Regions from separate parts of the Danio rerio genome. Here region 1 is linked to region 2. A link is a contact called in public Micro-C data. All regions are on one chromosome and are shown on one strand. The core of a region is the stretch at or near the end of the contact, and the rest is flanking DNA. Distances in the headings are between cores, read along the strand shown. Region 1 holds the start of sqstm1 (sequestosome 1). Region 2 holds the start of canx (calnexin).

What was found. A called contact is a pair of places that touch in the nucleus more often than the background predicts.
Region 1: a Micro-C map of caudal fin shows a contact between it and region 2, with 11 times the contacts expected there. The contact joins the promoter of sqstm1 here to the promoter of canx in region 2. A contact is called at or near these places in 5 of 18 Hi-C or Micro-C datasets (caudal fin, embryo, fibroblasts and 2 more) and 2 of 4 datasets of contacts at active chromatin or transcription factors (caudal fin and embryo).

What each region holds. Positions count from the first base shown.
Region 1 is chr14:19,139,559-19,146,012 of GRCz12tu, reverse strand. sqstm1 (sequestosome 1) reads right to left here and starts at 4,365. Exons shown (of 8, transcript NM_001312913.1): 1 at 4,067-4,365; 2 at 3,453-3,548; 3 at 1,018-1,349; 4 at 797-938; 5 at 263-343; 6 at 1-149. The coding sequence starts at 4,235. It also overlaps a transcript of mrnip not described here.
Region 2 is chr14:18,850,061-18,856,113 of GRCz12tu, reverse strand. canx (calnexin) reads left to right here and starts at 4,731. Exons shown (of 15, transcript NM_213448.1): 1 at 4,731-4,760.

The sequences.
Region 1 (6,454 bases), core at 3,116-5,615, 290 kb before region 2:
GGCCTGACTTCCTGGACCAGAGCCTCTAGAAAGAAGCCCCACAGAACCACTGTCACTCCGAGCACTGGATGGTCCACTGGAGGCAGGAGGAGTTGGGGTTACTTTGGTCCGCTTTCCCTCATGCTCAACATCGATGTCCACATCTATGCCTACAAAGGAAAAATCACTTTTATTTCAGAGGTTTTGCCTAACATGCCAATCAAAGAAGTATCAGATTGTGTTGGAACCAAATATTTGGGAAAGACCAAAGCAGGCGACTTACCAAGGGGGCTTAACATGGCTGCCACTTCTTCTCCGATGTTCTTTAGGTACTCCACGTTAGCCTGAGAAGAGGCAGTAGCACCTATAAAATAATAATTAAAAAAAAAGAATAAAGTCAGGAAAATTTTGGACATGCCCCAATTCTGTTCCAGTTCCTCCTGTTACAATAGACCAGGGGTGTAAAACTCAGTTTTTTGAGGGCCACAGCTCTACAAAGTTTAACTTTAACCCTAATTAAACAAACCTGCTTCACACAGGTAAGTGGGCTTGACAAAACTACCTGTAGAAATCACACTCCATCATTTTGACACTTTAACCGACACTTGCATAAGACACATTACAAAAAAACTTTACATTTGAAGTGTGCTTTACACAGGTGAGTGGGATTGACAAACCACCTGTAGAAACACTCTTCTTTCTATAAAAAAACACACAACCTACTCAGTTTCAGGGTTGGAACTAATCTCTGGAGGGACTTCAGCCTCCAGGAGCTGAGTTGACTTCTGCTATAGACCCTTTTAAATGATTGGCTTACCATTCTCATTTGGGTTTTCAGGAGCATCCTGGTTTTGCTGCGCTCCAGATGGACCTGGCTGAGGCTGGTTTTGAGCCTGAGCTTGAGCATTTGCCCACATGCAGTGTCTCATCTTACGCCAAAATTTCCCACGAGGGAGCCACTGCACACAAAAGATTAATCAAACCAAAATATTCAGATCATTTGCAGTGTATTGTATGTAGTAAAATAGTGCTATTCACCTCAAACACGTTGGCCATAGGATGAAAGATGGGCAGGAGGGCATGCTCCTTGTGCAGGCCTTTGCTCTGGCAGGTGGGGCACAAGTCATAATCGGGGCAAACGGTGCACTTGTAACGGGTTCCAGCCACCGGCCCATCACACCCGTCACAGGTCACACCTGGGTGCACCATTGGGTGAGGGTGGTGAGGAGGACCCCCCATATGAGGTGGTCCTGGAGGCCCCATTGGAGATGGACCCATATGACAGGGACCAGGAGGGCTAAAGTGAGGTGTAGTGAACGGAAACCCAGGAATTCCATGAGGAGAAGAATCACGTTTGTGCTCTTTTCGTTCTGAAAAAGAAGGAAATAACATAATTGCTATTAATTGAAGATGTCTATTTGCAAAAGATCTGAGATATTCAAAGGCTTGTATGGTCAAAGTACGTAATGATGAATCCAAGATGAAAAAGTATTCACACTCTTTAAATCTAATGTCATCATTAGACGCTCTTTCCAATCATGTAATCTTTCCAACCTTATAAACTGTGCACATGTAAGTGGCAGGTGTTTTAGTTTTATAGTATTCTAGTACTCAAATAACAAGAGTGAATCCAAGAACCAATCAAAATCTTCACAAAAGATCCTCACTAGTATTCCCTTATGGAAAGAAAAAGGTTTTCAAAAATATTTACCCCCCCCCCCCCTATTTGAATAGGGCAACGAAATATTGTTCTCTACAAAGTTTTATTGAATCAATCTCTGATAGACTCCCCATCAACCAATCACTGTTTGCATAGTTATTAAAGATGCTGACGTCATCCAGAGCAACAAGGTTGACTACGCCTTTTGCTCTTAGCTCATGACTTCTCTCTATTCCTAAGTAAGTTTGTCTCAGCAGCTTGAGAATAAGAGAACGCTTACACATGGAAGTTAAGGATGAAGAATACACTTTGATATTACAAATACAATTACTCCAACTGCTCTGAGTTAATCTAGTCTTCATAACGCAACAACAATGTTTTCAAAGCCTACTAACTTGGATGCATTCAAAAAGTAGCATGCCAGAATTCGCTGTATCTAGTAATATTCCAAAGAATGCATCAGATGGAAAAATTTACCTTCCCATGAGATCATGGAAATGTTTTGAGAATGGCAGCGGAGCAACACAACTGGTAGATGTCTTTTGTAACTTTACGTCACTTCACAAATATAATGTGAATGCAGTCGGTGCAGATTGCATTCATACTATATAGAACACGCCTGAAGCTAGTTATTAAAAGCACCACCTACAGAGAGTATGTGATTTTGGATGCAGCCAAATATGATTGTTTGTTAGGTTCGCTCTGATATTCCCGTTTATGGTTTCCTTGTGACAACAAAATGGATTTGTAGATTCTATTTAGGCTTACATTTACACTTAAAGTCCCAAAGAGTTGCACCACCCACACATTATTGACACTTCACTGTGTGTACATTCACGATAGTCAAACTGCAGGATTTAAAGTAAGGCGGTAGCAAAGGCATCACAAAACAAATACAATGTGTGAATTAATTGTAAACCGTGACAATCACGAGTGAAAGTTTATAATTTGCATGGGATTTTAAGGCCTGTTACTCTGTAAACAATATAGGCATATTTACAGAATTTAGGTTGAATAAAATATTAAAGGTTAACAGTATTTTATTTATAGAATAAATACTATACAGGATTATTTTAGATTCGATTATTTTCCCCCTAACATCATGCAGCCCTGACAAACACACACTGAAGCCACGGTCTATGCGAACTTCTAAAGTATTTTAGTGACTTCATAGATCTGGAAAAAGAAATGAAAACCACGTCTTTGACCCTTATGAGGTATTGCTAGCCTAACTGCTACCTTTAACACAGTCGTTTTGTTTTTTGATATTTATTTTTAACAAACATAGATATTAAAATTACCATCTAACATGCTAAACTCAAACTAAAGTTTGTTTGCGGCGAGTAATAAAAAGTTGCAACAGATACATTCCAAAAGCAAATTCAAGACATGGTTCATCCCAAAAAAAATTCACCCTTCCTTGACTTTTTTCCCCCTTCAGCTAAAGAAAAAAATGGTTTTTCCTACTATGGAAATCAATGGTTACTGGTTTTCAGCTTCCTCTAAAATTAGCATTTTTTATTAGGCTCCTGTGTGTATGTTCAGCAATTTCACTTTTATAGAAACTATTCTCAACATAAAAGAGGCTGAGAAATTCCAGACAGCACTTATATATTTTTTTTTTTTCAAAATGTAGAAATTCTATAACTACTTCAGTGGGCGAGTACATTTTCATTGTTGATTAAACCATCCCTTTAAGTCTAATGATCATTTAATATGTGCAGGAAATTATATTTACAGGTATAACATAATATTCTTAAATAATCGAAACCCCTTCCTAAAATGGTAGTTATAGTTTGTGTATGTTACTTACGCTTGATGAAGAGACGGAAAGTGTCATCCTTCACAAGAGCCAAACCCATCATTAGCTCATCGTCAGAGGAAAAGGCAATCATATCACCATCTTCATCTAGAGACAAAGTTCAGGAAAACAGAATGGCATTTCTGCTGGTTATTATGATTGTCATCATGTTTTGTCTGATTAAAAGTTGATTACCACACACAACAATAACAAAAGTTTTTGCTGTTTTCTTTTCAGTAAGCACAGTGGATTTCAAATATTATGCTCATGGCTTGTTTATTACGGCCTAGTACAAACGTTCCCCATCAAACTTTGTACTTGGATGTAACAATAAACAAAGATGTTTCACAATGCAGTATCCATTTTAATGGCTCAGTAATACTGAACATAGAAAGACATAAAAATCTGCAAACTATGTTTCTCAATATGTACATTTATGTGCGTTTTCCTCAAGTTTTTTATTTCTAATATCGCTTCGTGAAATTTTATTAAAACTTCAAGTAACGTAGATAAATATAAACCGCCATTTCAAGTAAAACATTGAAAGACGACACAAACACACACTTGCTTGTGCAATAAATCAGTGTTATTAAAAAAAAACATTTCAGAATTCAAATTTGACTCACCTTTATAGTACATTTGGAAGGGCGCAGTCCTGAGACCGACAAAAACATCGAGCACTTTTCGCTGCAAATACTCGAAACTTGTTGAGACATCTTGATCCACGGCGAAGCGACGGATCTCCTTGTTGCAGTCCTCCTTACCGATAAGGTAAGCTTTCACTGTCATCGACATCGTAGCGGAAAATAGCTTCTCTCCCTGAACCTCTGGAAGTGTTGCGCAGTAGAAAATGCGTTTCTCGAGCACGGGACTCTGCGTTGGCTGCGTGAAAATGCGTTTCCTACTTCAGCCGACAGTGCTGTATATAAGCCTTGTACGTCAAATGCTAATGCAGCCGAGGAGCCGGCCAATCGTTGAGAGGAGCGCAAGTTTGGGGGCGTGTCTTCGCAGAAAGATGTCCACGTCCAGCGTCATTGCAGGACGGAGTTCATGTTGTCTGTGATCATGTGAGTCACATTTGAAAACAGAATGGACGATTTTCGGTGATCCGAGGAATGACATGGCAATATGATAGGGGAAATTCCCGCTGAAATCATAGGAGTGGATTAATGCCAAAAAACGCAGTGTTATATTCAAGGGCTATAAACATACATGTTCTGGATGTCATGTAATACTTTATACAAATTGTAGATTTATTTGGCTTAATTTTAGTTGTTTTAAGAAGTGAATATCAAACAAAAGTTCTTCTGCTATACTGTAACAGTCTCACTGTTAAACATTACCCACATCCATTTTTTTAAATGCCTACATATACAAATGTGTGGTAATATTTTTGTTTTAGTACAAGATAAACTTGGTTGCTTTGTTTGAAATCCAGTTTCTCATAATACAAGCTCTACTAAGCCCTGCAAGTTTGATGTGGTTGGTAAGAGGTGTTGTGTTTCTGCTACAGGTGCTAAACAAAGTGCTGCGTCATCATGAATGAAGTAGCAGTCGCCATTTCCTTAGGAAATGTTTGTCAAATGTATACTGATCAAATTTTAAGCTTAAACCTCTAGGAAACATTACACTACCAAACTTACGTTGTTTATAATAAGGAAACAACAATTTGCCAATGCTTAATGCATCCGTTTTTTTTTCAGATTTTTCTTACCATATATAACCATTTTACTCACCACAACCTCATTATATATATATATATATATATATATATATATATATATATATATATATATATATATATATATATATATATATATATATATACATATACACACACACACACACACACATATATATATATATATATATATATATATGTATATATATATATATATATATATATATATACATACATACATACATACACACACACACACACACACACACACACACACACACATATGTATGTGTGTATGTCTGTATATAGAGATTACAAATGTTTAATGTACATGATGACAATCTAGTATTAGTAGTTTAGTAACAATGTTATAACAAATATTAATTAAATTGTAAATGCATTATTGTTCATTGATATGTATATTATATTAAAACAGCAACAGCAGCAATATTAGAGTAATAATGATTATATGCCTAGTACTAGTAGTAATAATTATTATTATATACAAATATTAATATCCTTATTTTTATTTATCTACACATACATTAACTTTGATTTATCCACATTTATTGATATAACAACAACAACAATAATAATAATAATTATTATTATTATCATTATCAATAACATTAAGAAGATGAAGAAGTTTCTTTTATATAGCTCCTTTCTAAAACAAGGCTACAACATGCAGTCTCCAACAGTGAGACAGCATAAAGAAGCTCTTACTACATTATGCATAACAAGATACAGAACACGGGTTCATGAAACCTTCCAAAAAGAAAGATTATTATTATTATTATTATTATTATCATCATCATCATCATCATCATTATTATTTAATTAATTAGGATTTGTATGACCTTGGATGTTTTGGCCATATGACTGCAATGTGATTTGAGATAGAAAAAAGGAGACTAGATATGAGTATACAGGTGAGAGTGACACATCACGTTCAACTTTGACATGCTCTCTTATTACTCCAAATTTCCCTGGAGTGACTCTGTATTCTCTAATATTCTCGAAGTGTCCTCACGCATCTGATTGGGGAAAGCATGTTGTCATGGCTGAAGGGCGTGGTTTATCACCTGATTGTGACTCACGCGCTCATATGATTTCCTTTGTTTACATCAGCGTCACTGGAATCAAATAACACAGATAATAAGCTCAGATCCACCAAACCATTTTCCCAGCAAAACAGAACATAGCCAACCATTATGAACACTTCATTTGTTTTGTTTTATGAGTAAAAATATAATTGCATATATTCACTCGGTTTGGAAAGTTACACAACTTTTTATATATATATATATAACTGGTTGCCTTCTCTTAACGT
Region 2 (6,053 bases), core at 3,482-5,981:
TTTGGTCATTTTAACCCCTAGATTGCAGATTTTCAAATTGAATATATTTGAATAGTTTAAATATTGTCATATACTAATCTAAATATTAAAAAGCTGATAATTATGACTAGTTTTGTGAATGTGAAAGTCAATAAAAGTCATGTTAAGTTTGCATTCTTGTCATCTGAATGCCTGTGTTTTTATTTATAACATGCCCAAGTTGATTAAATCAGAAATCTTTAAGATCTACATTATGTATGTAGTCGTCAGAGGTGAGTTTGCTAATAAACGGGTTAACCGGTCTCACTTGTCCAGCTCAGCCTCTGCCCTGAAGCCCATCAACTGAAGACCACCTGAAAAAACAAACATCATCTCAGGCTATCAGGGTGTGACTTAAAACACTACATGCTGGAATTCAGTTTCACTCGCATCACAATCGCCCACAACCAACTGAAACTCACCTGCAAACCCTATCAGCAAATTAGCTTAAAGGACAATCACGGAAAGTGTATTGAGTGTTTCCATAACAAAGGCGGATAAAGACAAGAAGATTTTACATCAAATAAAATGTCCTAAAATAATGTCTCGGGTTTATTATGGTCATAAATTTAGGTATAATTAAATATGTCTCCATATTGTGGCTATCATTGTCACTAAAAAGTTTTGTTTGGTTATCAGTATAATTCAGAATAGCTGTCAGTTTGTTTACACAGATAACACTGTTTTAAGTCCGCACAGAAATGCCAACTGGCCCAGCCGGGACTCGAACCAGTGACCTTCTTGCTGTAAGGCAACAGTGCTAACCACTGAGCCACCATGTCATTTTAATTATTATTATTTTATATTTATTTATAATTAAATTTTGGGCGTCACTGTGGCGCAGTGAGTAGCACAATTGCCTCACAGCAAGAAGGTTGCTAGTTCAAGCCCCGGCTGGGTCAGTTGACATTTCTGTGTGGAGTTTGCATGTTCTCCCCATGTTTGCGAGGGTGTCCGGGTGCTGCGGTTTTCCCCACTGTCCAAAGACATGCGGTACAGGGGGAAATGGGTGAACTAAATTGTCTGTAGTGTATGTGTGTGAATGAGTGTGCGTGGATGTTTTCCAGTGATGGGTTGCAGCTGCATAAACATGTGCTGGATAAGTTGATGGTTCATTCTGCTGTGGTGACCCTAGATTAAAAAAAAAGAATAAAAAGAAAAGAAAATGAGTGAATGAATGAATAATGAAATATATCTCCATATAGCAGACAGTGGTGATCCCCATTGTGTGTGTGTGTGTGTGTGTGTGTGTGTGTGTGTGTGTGTGTGTGTGTGTGTGTGTGTGTGTGTGTGTGTGTGTGTGTGTGTGTGTGTGTGTGTGTGTGTGTGTGTGTGTGAGTGTGTATATATTTATTTATACAGTTAGGAGAGAAGATTTTTTTTCAACACATTTCTAAACATAATAGTTTAATAACTTATTACTAATTACTAATTACTAATAACACTTCTATACAGCTTAAAGTGACATTTACAAGCTTAACTAGGTTAATTAGGTTAACTAGGCAGGTTTGTTTTGTAGACTATATATATATATATAGCTTAAAGGAGCTAATAATGTTGACCGTAAAATGTTTTTTAAAAAATTTTAATGAAATAAAAGAAATAAGACTTTTTCCAGAAAAAAAGATATTATCAGACATATTTTGAAAAGAAACTGACAGATGATACTAAGACAATTAAATTCAAGCAAATTATTGCAAAAAAAATTAATAAAATATACCAGCAAAATCTCAACAATTTTTTTTATTTATTTTTTTATTTGTATTTAATATTTTTCAATGAGATTTAGACAAATCTCTAAATGCTTTATAATCCCCTCTAAAATGGGTTTCATGCACAGCTAGAGTTTTATAGCCAATGATAAACTTCCGATGAAAGCTTAATGTGACTATTTTCAATTTTACAAGGTTGCTTTTACAGCACCGATTTTGTGATGTAATTACAATACATTCAGTTAAATAGACCAGCATTCATTTAGTTGTTCAAGCGTTAAACGAGATGTAAGACTTTAATGCAGTGCTTATTGTTCGAACAGAGACCCTCTTCATATCATATATCTAACAGTCAGTGAAGAACGCAGATTTTTAAAGAAACCAGATCTTGAATGTGACAATTTTGTCATTGAAAGACAGTTCACTGGAAGCGCTTGGGTTGCCTGGCTAAAAATTAAAAGTCCATGTGCATATAGCACATTAGCATTTTTCTCAGACTCCTGTGCAAGGGCGTAGAATTGGCATGGACGGAGGGGACATGTCCCCACCAATATCTACCAATTACTAAAATGTCCCCACCAATAATTTAATCACCTTTAATATAAAATAATGCTCCATCAATCCTTAGTAACCGGGATGTGAAGAAAGGTTTAAATTATGTACCCTTCTTGGGTCCTCCGGCACCCCAAAAAACAAAAGGACAGTGTGTTTGACTGGGCCTTTTTCAATTGTCAAGTGACTGATAGTTGTAGTCATGTTTGTATGTGAGAAGCACCAAAAAAAGGACATTTTCCAGTCCTCCTCTAGGACATAAGGAGCTACTTTTCAAAGAAAAGTGTAAGTCACTTAAAGTCAAGTGCACTAGACCACCATATTATTGACCAGGGCTATGCAGTTAATTGGAATTCAGTTTAGATTTTGGCTTAAATTACTATGTAAAACAATAAAATAAAATGGTTCATTTGTGCCACATGCCTCTTTGTGTCACATTGACTATTGCTCAGTGGTGGAAAGAGTACTGAAAAATCATACTCAAGTAAAAGTACCATTACTTGTCAAAAATGTAGTGCGAGTAAAAGTAAATATTGGTAAATATTACTCAAATTGACCTTTCAAAAGTACTCAAGAGTACTGAGTATTATGCTGGTAAAAGCTGATGCATTTACATGTAATATGTGCATGTGTATGTAAACGTAACATTCTGTAGTGCATCTTTTAATTATCCAGAAGGCACACAACATCATAAGACCTTAATGTTAGGTTAGATTTAGGTTGTGATGTCAGGTGACCAAAATTCAATGTCTAAAGACAACTTTATTTGGATGTCCATTAATTATGGCAAATGACATTGATATTTGGTCGATTTTAGGTTGTTAGAAAGTGACCAAAATCTAATGTCGAGCCAACATCTTAAACCAACATCACATTGACATCAAATACTGACATTTATTCATCAGGTATGGCAACTAATATTCCAACATCTGATAGACATTACGTCATAGTGCATAGTGCCTCATAGTGGTAACGTCCACGCAAAGTCAAGCTGTAACTTCATTAGACAATGACATTTGGTTGGTTTTAGGTTGGACGTTGGCCTGACGTTGAATTCTGATGTCAACATAATTTTCCTTTCCAAACAAAATGCAACATCCCTATGACGTTAGGGTACAACGTCAATCTAATGTCATGTTGATGTCTTGTGCCTGCTGGGTGTTTAAGGCCATTTTGATCATCATACAGTAAACATCCGTCATCTTCTCATCAGTGACATGCATCTAAACAGTCTGTGGGTCAGTGTGTGTAAAGATTTTGGACATCTTCTGGAACACTTTTAATGCTTCCAAACAGTTTGCTGCAATTATAAATCGCTCCTGTCTTGAGGTTGTTCATTAAGATTACCTTTGAGTGATTTGATTGGACAGGAATTACAGGACTGATTTTTCTAATCCCCATAGACACAATAGTATCTGGATGCAGGCTTTATGATGCAAGCTGAGATTGCATCACTCAGCGATGCAATGTCAGACACAATGCACTCAATGGAGTGACATCACTGTTATGGGTAGGGTTAGGGGTGGGGTTAGGTGAGCGCATTAAAAAGCGTTGGATGCTTTATTATTAAGTAATAATAAAACAGTGGAGTAAAAGTACTGATACAGCACTAAAAATGTACTCAAGGGAAATTGAAAGTACACTTTTATAAAACAACTTAGTAAATTACATTTGTCAAGAAAAAGTACTCAATTACAGTAATTTGATGATTTTTAATGTTTCTTTACATCAATGATTTTGCTGCATGGGACATGCTTAAATAATTGTTATTTGTATTATTAAGTCTTAAAAGACTTAAAGCCTTTATTTATGTTTTAACATTACGAAAAAAGAATTTGTGCAGTTTTAAGCATGCTCTCTGTATGTCACACCAATGTCAAGAGCAAATCTACGCTCTTGCTCCTGTGTGTAGGTACAGAAATGTTACTTTTATAGTGACGAATAAGTTCTTCTCCTTGCCTTTAAAGTGACAAACATTGGAGGCTGAGAAAAATGCTAATTTATGTGAAATTTTCATATGGTATTAAGAGGTTTTTGCATCTGAACTCTTCATATAAAGATGCTATAAAAGCTTTTGGTGCATGAAACAATAATACGCATATTCATTAAATAATATTTATATTAATATGACAGCTCTTGAAAATAAAGCAAAGTAAATCTGTGCATGATGTGTTCTTAAACGAAAATCCGTCATCTTTCGCTTCTACTGTGATGTCTCCAATAAGAGTCTATTTCCGTGTCCTTGACGGCCAATCAACGGTGTCCACGAGGTGCAGGTTGGAGGCGGACACTACTGTTTGTGACAGACAGAGAATCTGGACAATCACCATCGCGCAATCTCTAAAAGGCGCGTCCACTATCAATACAGTACCCAATCAAATACACCGAGAGGCGGCGCCTGCGGATCTGGATTGATCGTCCATAGCCACACGTGATGCGCTTGTAGTCGCAGGCGGAGTGCAGCATCAGTAAGCACGGGTGAGTACGCTAAACCCGCAAATATAAGCTTTACTACAACTCAATCGCGTTTGTTTATGTGCAATACTATTAACCGACGCGTTATTGCAAGGATTTTAAAACATATGAATCAACCGGAGTGTTAAATTCAGAATATGTGCGTAGACCGAAAGGCTAGTTGGTCAGCTAGCTCCTAGAGCTAAGCTAACCGATACAGGTGTCATGTCAGTAAATTCAGTCATAAAACCAAAAGTCACCTGCTTCGTATTTTAGGTCTCGTTTGATTTGCATAGTCTGCGGAGTGAGATGAAAGCTGCGGTTCGTGTGGTCTTGCCTAATGTTGGGGGTGGGAAGAGCTGCTGAGAGGTTTACGAATCCCTTGAATGAAGTTAGTTAAACATGCGCTCATTCATTTGCTCTTGATTTAAATCTACAGCAGCACTTTAGTTTAAACCATCATTTACATATACGTGGGACTGAATTCACCTTTACGTAATTCGCGTGTCTATAAAGAAGTATGTATAACGTTATCTAAAGTTATGTTCACGAATTTGTAGATGTTTCTGTTATTAAATACTGACAGCGCACATAGCTCTTTACAGCAGGTTTGTTTGACACGGGCCGATTGAATATCACCGAGGAGAATCTTTTGCTTTCAGTTTGAGTTAATTCGTGGATGTTTCTGGAATAGCGAGGCTGTGTGGGGGATAAAATGCGGAAAAGTCAGAAGTTTAACCGTCATTTCCGCCCTTTAAGAAAAAGGTAGAGGTCACGAGTGAAATACTCTGACATTTGTGCGAGTAGAAACGTGGATAAGGGTTTGAGGAAATTAAAGATTAATATGACTTAAAAGAGAGAATTTTCATTTTGAGTGAACTTACGAAGTTATTTTGAAGAAAGCTGGAAACCTGTCACTATTCACTTGCATAAATCAATGGTGACAGGTTTCTTAAAAACATCCTCTTTCGTGTGTGTGGCTAACATAAGAGAGTAAGTTACCTCAGATAGGATGGTAAAAAATAAAGGATGAGAAAATGTCAAATTTTTACAAATCGTTCTATTTCCTTGTATTAAAGGAACAGAAAGGCTGAAAAATTCTATCAGCAATCCTCCCATGTTGTTTGTTAACATGTAACTACATGTTCTCAGAAACTTTGACCTTTATATTTAACCAAAAGCTCACATTCTCACAATGTAAAACCCAACAGTCAACTTTATCAAATGATTTGAGTGTAGTTAACTCAAAATTTACTGAAAGCTAATTCTACTCATTTGAAAACTTTTTAACTTTGTGTTGAAGGTAATAAGTTAATT